Linked DNA regions of Mus musculus: all the other regions are linked to region 2. A link is a contact called in public Hi-C and HiChIP or PLAC-seq data. All regions are on one chromosome and are shown on one strand. The core of a region is the stretch at or near the end of the contact, and the rest is flanking DNA. Distances in the headings are between cores, read along the strand shown. Region 1 holds the start of Kntc1 (kinetochore associated 1). Region 2 holds the start of Ppp1cc (protein phosphatase 1 catalytic subunit gamma). Region 3 holds the start of Vps33a (VPS33A CORVET/HOPS core subunit).

Region 1 (2,700 bases), core at 176-2,675, 1.6 Mb after region 2:
AGTAAGCCTTATTTGCAATATGAAGTTAAAACCTGTCAGTAAAAGGAAATACAGAATGCTTACAAGAATATTTTCTTTCGAAAACCAGAAACAAATTATCACAGGCTAATATGATTCATTAGCAATGAGCATAGTATATATCCAGGGCAGGCTTCCTGTTCAGGTCTCTTAGATACGGCTTCCATTTGGTTCAGGAAGGGGGTCTTAAACAATGCTGCGGTTCTCAAAGGTTTCGGAGTTCGGGGGCAGCATGGCCTACAGAGCGAGTTTCAGGACAGCCAGGGCTACAGAGAAACCATGCCTCAAAAATAAAAACCCCAAAAAACAAAAAAAAACCAACCCCCCCCAAAAAAAAACCTCATAAATCGCTTTAAAACATAAGGGACTGGAACTAGATAGACTTTTTTTTCCCCTCTTTAAGTGAATCCCAGTTTCAACCAATAAGGTTCGCAAAACTAGAAGTAGCCCTATCACTGAGGGATCGCTCAAAGATAAATAAACAAACAAATAAAAAGACTGTGTCCTCCTACACTGCGCCTTAAGGAGCCTGCCTTTTGACCCGATGCGTCCCAGAGGATACTTCTGGTCTTTTTTTCCTTTCCGGTCAAATGCGATAAAGCGCCAAGCATGAACGCAGAAGCCTTAGGAAACGCAAAGCCTAACACCAGTCTGGGTCAAAGAGCTAAACCCCACAGTTCGGTGGGCTTCTGGAGAAATACTGGGTCAGGGAAAATGATGAGGAAAGTTCTGGAGAGGGAAAGAAAAAACCAAGCCATTCCCTGCGGCTCCCCACCCCCAGCCAGACGGCCTTACCTCCCCCTCCCTGCAGCAGGAAGCCATGATGGCGAGCGCAGCGAGCGGCCGCGGCGCCATCTTGTCCACACACAGGCACGGACAACAGCCCTGATGAGCTGGTCGCCCACTCTGTGTTAAAGAAACAAACAAACAAAAAACCCAGCCTGGCCTTCGAGCTCCACTTAGTACCTACCGCCATTATTTTTTTGAGTCCCGGCCGCTAAGGCGGCGCCTCTGCTTGCCCGCACTCAACAGTACTGGCCGCCTCGAAGCTTCGCCACAGACTGAATCTCTTGCGCGAGAGACCCGGATGGCACAAGAAAAAAAAAAAAAAAAAAAGGGGATGAGGCCGGGCCAGGCGCGCAGCTTGCTGGGAGAAAAAGTGGGTGGCGATAAGAGTTTCTATAACAACGCGGTTCGAGGCGGTGATTGGTTAGTCTCTCGAAGGGCGTGGCGTGAAGCCTACGAAGTGGGTGGGGCCAAGGATACCTCCCAGAATGGATGCTCGGTATCGGGAATTCAATTTAGTTTAGGGCGGGGCGGTTTCCGCGCTCAATTTTGAGCCAAGTTTGGCCTGCTCCGGCCTCCGTAAAAGGGGTTGAGCACGGTATTCTCCCGCCAATTCAAATCAGTGGCAGGGAAGGTAAAATGAGTAGGGGCGGTTGTGTCCGTCGGGAAGAAGTGTGAGACACTTGAGAATTCTCTTTTTAATTTCGTCAGCTGCTGCAGGTGAGACGTCAGCCTTGCGGCTCGATGGGAGCGGGAGGAGTGTTAGGTGGAACCAGCAGGGGGCTTCAGTCCGTCTCTGGGTTTTATCGATCTCTAGATGATGGCGGGAGAAAAAAATTAGAGAGGATTCTAGATGGCAGGCCGTCTGAGTTTTCGTGGATATAGCTTCATCGATAGTGTTTCATCTGATTCATGACCTTGTATTGGCTCGTCTGTTTTTTTTCCGCACTCGGTGATGTCAAAATCTGTTTATCACCTGTTTGCTCTCTTTCACCAGAAGAAAGTGTAGTCTTAAACGGGGCAGTGGTGGCGCACGCCTTTAATCCCAGCCCAGCATTCCGGAGGCAGAGGCAGGCGGATTTCTGAGTTCGAGGCCAGCCTGGTCTACAGAGTGAGTTCCAGGACAGCCAGGGCTACATAGAGAAACCCTGTCTCGAAGGAAAAAAAAAAAAAAAAAAAAAAAACCAAAACCAAAAAAACCCAAATACTTGACACAGTGTTCAACCATTTTGTCGTTGTTGTTCCCTCAAGACTATAAACCTCAGGGTTGGGAATGTTAAGTCAGTTGGTAGAGTGCTGAATAACTGGTCTAGCCTGTGGTCTGAGTCCAGACTCACAGAGCTTTGTCCTGTCTTTGCCTCCCAAGTACTAGGTTAAAGGCCAGTCTGGCTCAGAACTCAGAGATCCACCTGCCTCTGCCTCCTGAGTGCTGGGATTTAAAGTCGTGTTATGTTCTTAGCAGGAGCTCTTTTCCTTTATTCATTACATTCCTAGCCCAAATGTTATCTGCTTCCAGATAGCATATTATCAGACAATTCAAATAGAGTCCCAGGAACCATCAAAACCCAGAACAAGCAGGACGTGATAGCTCTTGACTGAAATCCCAGGAGTCTAGAGCTGAGGTAGGACGATCCTGAGTTCAAGTTAGGATCAAGACCTTTAGTTACACAGTGAGAGGCTGACTCAAAAGAAAAAGTTATTCAAAACAAAACAAACAAACAAACAACCCTTCAAGCCAGGCAGAGATGTCGCATACCTTTAATCCCAGCACTCAGGTGGCAGAGGCAAAAGGATATCTGAGTTTGTGGTCAGCCTGGTCCATACAGTGAGTTCTAGGCTACACACACACACACAAAACTCCTTCAAAACAGCCTTAGTTTTAGCTAACTCCAACAT
Region 2 (2,700 bases), core at 138-2,637:
TGGGGTGATGAATGACCATTTGTGTAATGGTGTGCAAAACCATAGCTTGGGACAATGAGTTGGTGAGTGGGCAAAGTGGAGCAGAGGGCTGAGGAGAGCTGGGGAGAATCCTGAAACCCCACTGTCGGGGGCTAGCATCAGGAAAAGGGCTCAGATCTAGATGGGTGCATCACACACCATGCTGCGGGGCCACGGGAAGACAGAGCTTGTAGAAAATGAGTCTCTCTATGGGGAGACAACCTTGCAAGGCATTCATGGAAAGGAATCCTCAGATCCATCCCTCTTGCTTTGAGAAACATGAACTGGAGGTGGGGCTGGGGGAGAACATTTTGTAAATTTTCTGGCGTGCTACTGGGAAGAGATAAATGGGTCAGATGGGTGTGCATTTTTCTTCCATAGGCAGCTAGCCTGCGAGGCAGCAGAGTTGGGGACCCCTCAGGTGAAGGGGTGCCCCTGGGGAGTCAAGGAAGCTAGAGGCAAGCAGCAGATGAATGCGCTGAGGCCCAGAGCGCACGCACAGCAACCTCCCAGGAAATGTGCAAATTCCCATTTTATCTGCTCCGGCACGCTCATTCAACCCAGCTCCGGCTAAATACAGGGGAAATCTCTTAAATTATTATATAACTTTCTGAGTTCAAGAAAGATAATTCAAAAGATAGGTAGTAGCAACCCTTACAGAATTCTCCCAACCTCTCTCTAAAATGTAAAAGAGCATTAGCGCACACAAGAAGCTCACACAAATTACTTAATGTGCCACTCACAGTGGATTAACATTTTTTTGGCTTATCTTGGGGGCTTCTTTTTTCCAAATATTGTATCGTAGATGCTTTATTGCAGTATTATGAAATTTTGCCAGTGCTGGGAATTGAACCCAAGGTCTCACACATACTCGACAAGCATTCTCACCACGGAGCCGTATATCTAGCTCTTCTTGTTCACCAATGTGCCAGAGTATTTGAATCCCCAACGTTCCAACCTCCTCCTCTTTATGATTCTCCACAGGCAAGCAACCCCACCCCAGATTGGCTCCGAGGGGTGATTCAGTGTTGAACTCCCACCCCGCCATGTCGGTCAGACTTCTGTCCCCAAGCAGCAGAGCCGGAAGGAGCTGGTGAGCCTCGCAGCGCGCAGCAGACTGACAAAGTCCACCTTCAACTTGCGCGCGCCAACTTCACAACTTCCCTCTCCCGCCACAGGGGGTCTATTTCCCCCGCCCGTTTGGCGGAAGGATCCCGCGCGCGGTGGCGGAGTCGCGCTCAACCGTCTCCGCCCGGGCTCCGCCCCACCCCCGCCCTACGCGCTCAAACCCCGCCCCTTCCCGGCGCCGGCCCCGCCCCCTTCCCGCGCGCTCTATGGGCCCGTAAAGAAGTCCCGGCCGGGCCGCTGCACTCCCGCGCGCGCATCCGTGCGCCGCCCGAGGCTGGCCTGAGGAGTCGGCGGCCATCTTGTTCTTCTCGTGGTTCCCAGTGGCGAGAGGAGGAGGAAGCCCGGAGCGGAGCGGGGCGGCTGGGGGGGGTGGACCCGCCGCGGCTGCTGCTGCCACCGCCGCCGCCGCCACCACCGCTCGTGGGGCTCGTGGCGTGAGGAAGGAGGACGAGTGAGACCCCGGGGCGAGCGGGCGGCGGCGCCGCTGCTGCTGCTGCTGCTGCGGGAGGGTCGGCGGCGGGACGGCGATGGCGGATATCGACAAACTCAACATCGACAGCATCATCCAACGGCTGCTGGAAGGTGAGCGGCGCGCGGGTGGGTGGCGGGGCAGGCCCGGCCGGTGGGGGATCAGGCCCAGTGGAGGGGCCGGTCTTTTCTCGGAAGCCGCTTTGGATCTGGGGCGCGCATACAAGCGCCTCCGGGTTTGGGGACCCCATTATTTTTTATCACTCCCCTGTCCTTGCTTTCACATTTATCATCTGGAGTCCAAGGACTCATCAGAGGGACTTGGCTTGGCAGGACGACGTCCCAGTGCGATGAGAGTCCGTCTCCTGCATTTTCCTACCCCCTCCACCCTCCCCTCAAAGCCATCCATCCTCCAGCGTTCTTTCCCCCTTGAACGTGCATCCGCACACGGACCCAGTCCGGGTGACAGTGTGGCTCTCTCTGATCATCAGATTGTTGTGTCCCTGAGGACAGGGGGACGCTGCCGCGTTCAGCGAGCACCCGCCAGGTAGGTGCTGTGTTGTTATTATCCTGGAAGTGGGTTTCGCAAGAGAAACTCCCAAGACCTCGCTGGACCAAGAATTAACAGTTAAAAGTCAGGTTTCAAACCCCGGGGTAGCTAGGAACCTAGAGAGAACCTGCCGCCTTCCAACTGTTCACCCCGTGGGAACCCAGGATGTCCAGTGGTTGAGGAGAGGTTCAAAAACAAAAACCCAGCTTTCCTTTTGTCCGACTTGGGGGTTTCTGCCGTGTGGTTTCCTACTTTGGAGATTTCAAATTTGACATAGGTCTGGATCCTGCTAATCACAGATCCCACAACATCCGCTGAAGCTAAAGAGGAGAAGATCCAGTAACCTTGATTTGGGCTCTTGACACTAGCTTGCTTTGGCCCAAAATACTTTTGGAGTGGTGGACAGCTGCGCAATTCTGGTGGTAGATGTCTTCAAGTAAATCACTGACAGAAAAGGGAAAAGGTGTCTTTTTAAAATCTGGGCATTTCCCCGGGGGGCGGGGGGGTGTTTTTCAAGACAGGGTTTCTCAGTATGG
Region 3 (2,700 bases), core at 21-2,520, 1.4 Mb after region 2:
GGATCTGGGGTTACAAGTGGTTGTCTGTAGGTGCCAGCAACTGATCTGGGCTCCTCTGGAAGAGCTACACTCCCTCTTCACCTCTAAGCCACCTTTCCAGAATATTCTTCTAAAAGTTAGAGTTAGGATTTTTAAAGGCTCTGGTCACATTATAGCCTAAGGGTCGAAAAGAACCTTCCACAAAGGGGGAAATTTCATGATACTGGCATCAAAGATCCCTGCTTCCTCCAGGAGAAACACTTTGTAAACCTGGTCCACACAATCTATTATATCTGATTTCGACATCATTTTCAGTTTAATACTGCCCCCTGTGATTTAATAATCTGCCTTTTTGACTCAATGACTTAGTTGGAGCTATGTTTACAAAACTGATTCTTTTTGGGTGGGTGGGGGTAGGGAGTGTTCTTGGTTTTTTCAAGACAGGGTTTCTCTGTGTAGCCCTGGCTGTCCTGGAACTCACTCTGTAGACCAGGCTGGCCTCGAACTCAGAGATCCGTCTGCCTCTGCTTCCCAAGTGCTGGGGCTAAAGGCGTGCGCCACCACTGCCGGGCCCAAAACTGATTCTTTGAGCATCTGTTTTGTTTTTTTCTTCAGATTAGAACTTCCCATTCCCTGTAGAGGGATGGGGTATGATTAATAAATCTCAGAATAGAGGGAAAAAATGCTTAAAAGAAAACCTCACAGCATGGCTCATGCCTGTAGTGCCAGAGGCGAGAGAAAGGAGGAGTGCCGGCAGGAACAGTCTATATAGCCAGGAATAGGCTCAAAAATAAAATGGAGAGCCGATCCCAGCACTCAGAGGCAGTGACAGGTGGATCTCAGTGAGTTCGAGGGCTACACAGCGTTACCCTGTCTCAAACACTGAGAGGAAAACAGGAAGAAAGGAAATTCTATGAAGTCCCCGATCTAGACAAAAAACGATCCATGTTGAAGTTACGAAGTGACAGCTTGTCTTTCACAAGCTGTGTGCCGAGGGCTGTGGGCGTGCGTGCTTCCAGGCTGGAAAGGACAACTGTCTCGCAGGTCGGGGAGCTCCCGGCCAGGGGCTGTCACTGAGCGGGCGACCTGATCGCCCCCACGGCCTCGCACAGTCCCGCCCGGCCAAGCTTGGTGGCGCCGGGGCCCTGTCCCTCACCTTGCTCCCAGCGCACTTGTCCAGGAACTCGCGCAGCTCCCGACGCACCGCCTCGCGCAGCACGTTCAGGTTCACTCGCCCGTACGACAGGTGCGCCGCCATCTTGCCCGGGCACCCGCATTTCCCCAGACGCCGCCTGCGTCACGTGACGGGACGTTCACGTGATCCGAGTCGCTGAGGCACATTGAACGCGAAAGGCGGAGTCCTGCTGACAGTGATGCTCCTTCAAGGTCCTAGTGCGCATGCGAGGAGGAGTCCCCTCCCCGCCCCTTTCTAAAGTATTTCCCTACCATGCCTAAGAATGGTGAGCAGTGAAAATTGACTTTGTTTGTTTGTTTTCGAGACAGGGTTTCTCTGTGTAGCCCTGGCTGTCCTGGAACTCACTCTGTAGAACAGGCTGGCCTCGAACTCAGAAATCCGCCTGCCTCTGCCTCCTAAGTGCTGGGATTAAAGACGTGAGCCACCATCCCCAGGTCTTAAGGATGGAATTTAGATGTTATTTGTCGCGTTTAAAAGCACCATCCTTGTGTCTTCACAGCTAGAATACTGGTGTAAAATGGCGATCGAGGCCAAACTACAAAATGCACCTTACTACACCCAGTAAGTGGTTCAATCGCAGAGCAAGCTTATCTCTCCAAGTTCAAGGCCAGCCTGGTAAACATAGCGAGCTCCAGGACAACCAGGGCTACACAGTGAGACCTGTCTCCACATAAACAAACAATAAATGGACTGGAGAGATGGTTCACCAGTTAAGAGCACCTGCTGCTCTCCCATAGACCAGGTTCCCAGGATCCACAGTATAGCTCGTGACCATCTGTAACTCCGGTTCCAGGGTGTTGTGTTTTATAAAACAAGAAAAGGAAGCCAGGGATATGCTTGATAGAGTGAGGTATGGTGAGGTGGAAGGTGGTGCCTCTGCGAGCTTATGCTGAGACATCCCTTCCCCATGAGGTAACAGCCATATGACGGATATAGTATGGAATAGAGTTTATTTAGGGCATGGGGAGATGGGGAGGGGAGTTGAGGAAGGAGGTGGGGAGGGGAGAGGAGGGAAAGGGGAAGGGAAAGAGAGAGGGGGAGAGGGAGAAAATAGAGGCGTAGAGGCCGGCCAGGAACACGTGGAGACAGACAGGAAAGGGGAAAGGAGAGAGAAGGGAGAGGGAAGAGAGAAGGTAAGAGAGTGGGGGGGGGGGGGCCGCAAGCAGCCTCTTTTATATTGAGTCAGGCACACATGGCTGTTGCCAGGTAACTGCGCAGCAGAGCCTGGAAGAAATGCTAACACGGGATCTAGTGCCCCTTTCTCACCTAGGAGAGCAAGGCACACAGCACTGATAGATACTTTCAGGCAAACACAGTTTAAAAAATAAGAGAGAGAGATGGCTTAGTGGGAACACGCTGTTCTTCCAGAGAACCAGAGTTGGGGTTCCAGCTCAAAACTGCCTGTAACTCCAGCATTCCAGTTCCACATCCTCTATGCCCACTTCTGATCTCCATGGACTCACGGCAAGTTAATGATACTGAAGTTGAGAATAATAATCTGTTGCAAGGTATTATTCTTATTTATA

The links. Hi-C and Micro-C count contacts between places; a contact is called where the count stands out from the background. HiChIP or PLAC-seq counts read pairs in DNA pulled down with a chosen protein or histone mark.
Region 1: a Hi-C map of myocytes shows a contact between it and region 2, with 5 times the contacts expected there. The contact joins the promoter of Kntc1 here to the promoter of Ppp1cc in region 2. A contact is called at or near these places in 1 of 39 promoter capture datasets (pre-B cells), 1 of 484 Hi-C or Micro-C datasets (myocytes) and 1 of 9 other capture datasets (adipose tissue).
Region 3: an HNF4G HiChIP or PLAC-seq map of pancreatic cancer cells shows a contact between it and region 2. The contact joins the promoter of Vps33a here to the promoter of Ppp1cc in region 2. A contact is called at or near these places in 2 of 39 promoter capture datasets (erythroid cells and pre-B cells) and 1 of 115 datasets of contacts at active chromatin or transcription factors (pancreatic cancer cells).

Annotation. Positions count from the first base shown.
Region 1 is chr5:123,748,301-123,751,000 of GRCm38.p6, forward strand. It overlaps Kntc1 (kinetochore associated 1), which reads left to right and starts at 1,426. Exons shown (of 64, transcript NM_001042421.1): 1 at 1,426-1,524. It overlaps Rsrc2 (arginine/serine-rich coiled-coil 2), which reads right to left and starts at 1,114. Exons shown (of 10, transcript NM_001005525.2): 1 at 989-1,114. The coding sequence starts at 994.
Region 2 is chr5:122,156,888-122,159,587 of GRCm38.p6, forward strand. It overlaps Ppp1cc (protein phosphatase 1 catalytic subunit gamma), which reads left to right and starts at 1,388. Exons shown (of 7, transcript NM_013636.4): 1 at 1,388-1,728. The coding sequence starts at 1,674.
Region 3 is chr5:123,571,745-123,574,444 of GRCm38.p6, forward strand. It overlaps Vps33a (VPS33A CORVET/HOPS core subunit), which reads right to left and starts at 1,271. Exons shown (of 13, transcript NM_029929.3): 1 at 1,136-1,271. The coding sequence starts at 1,237.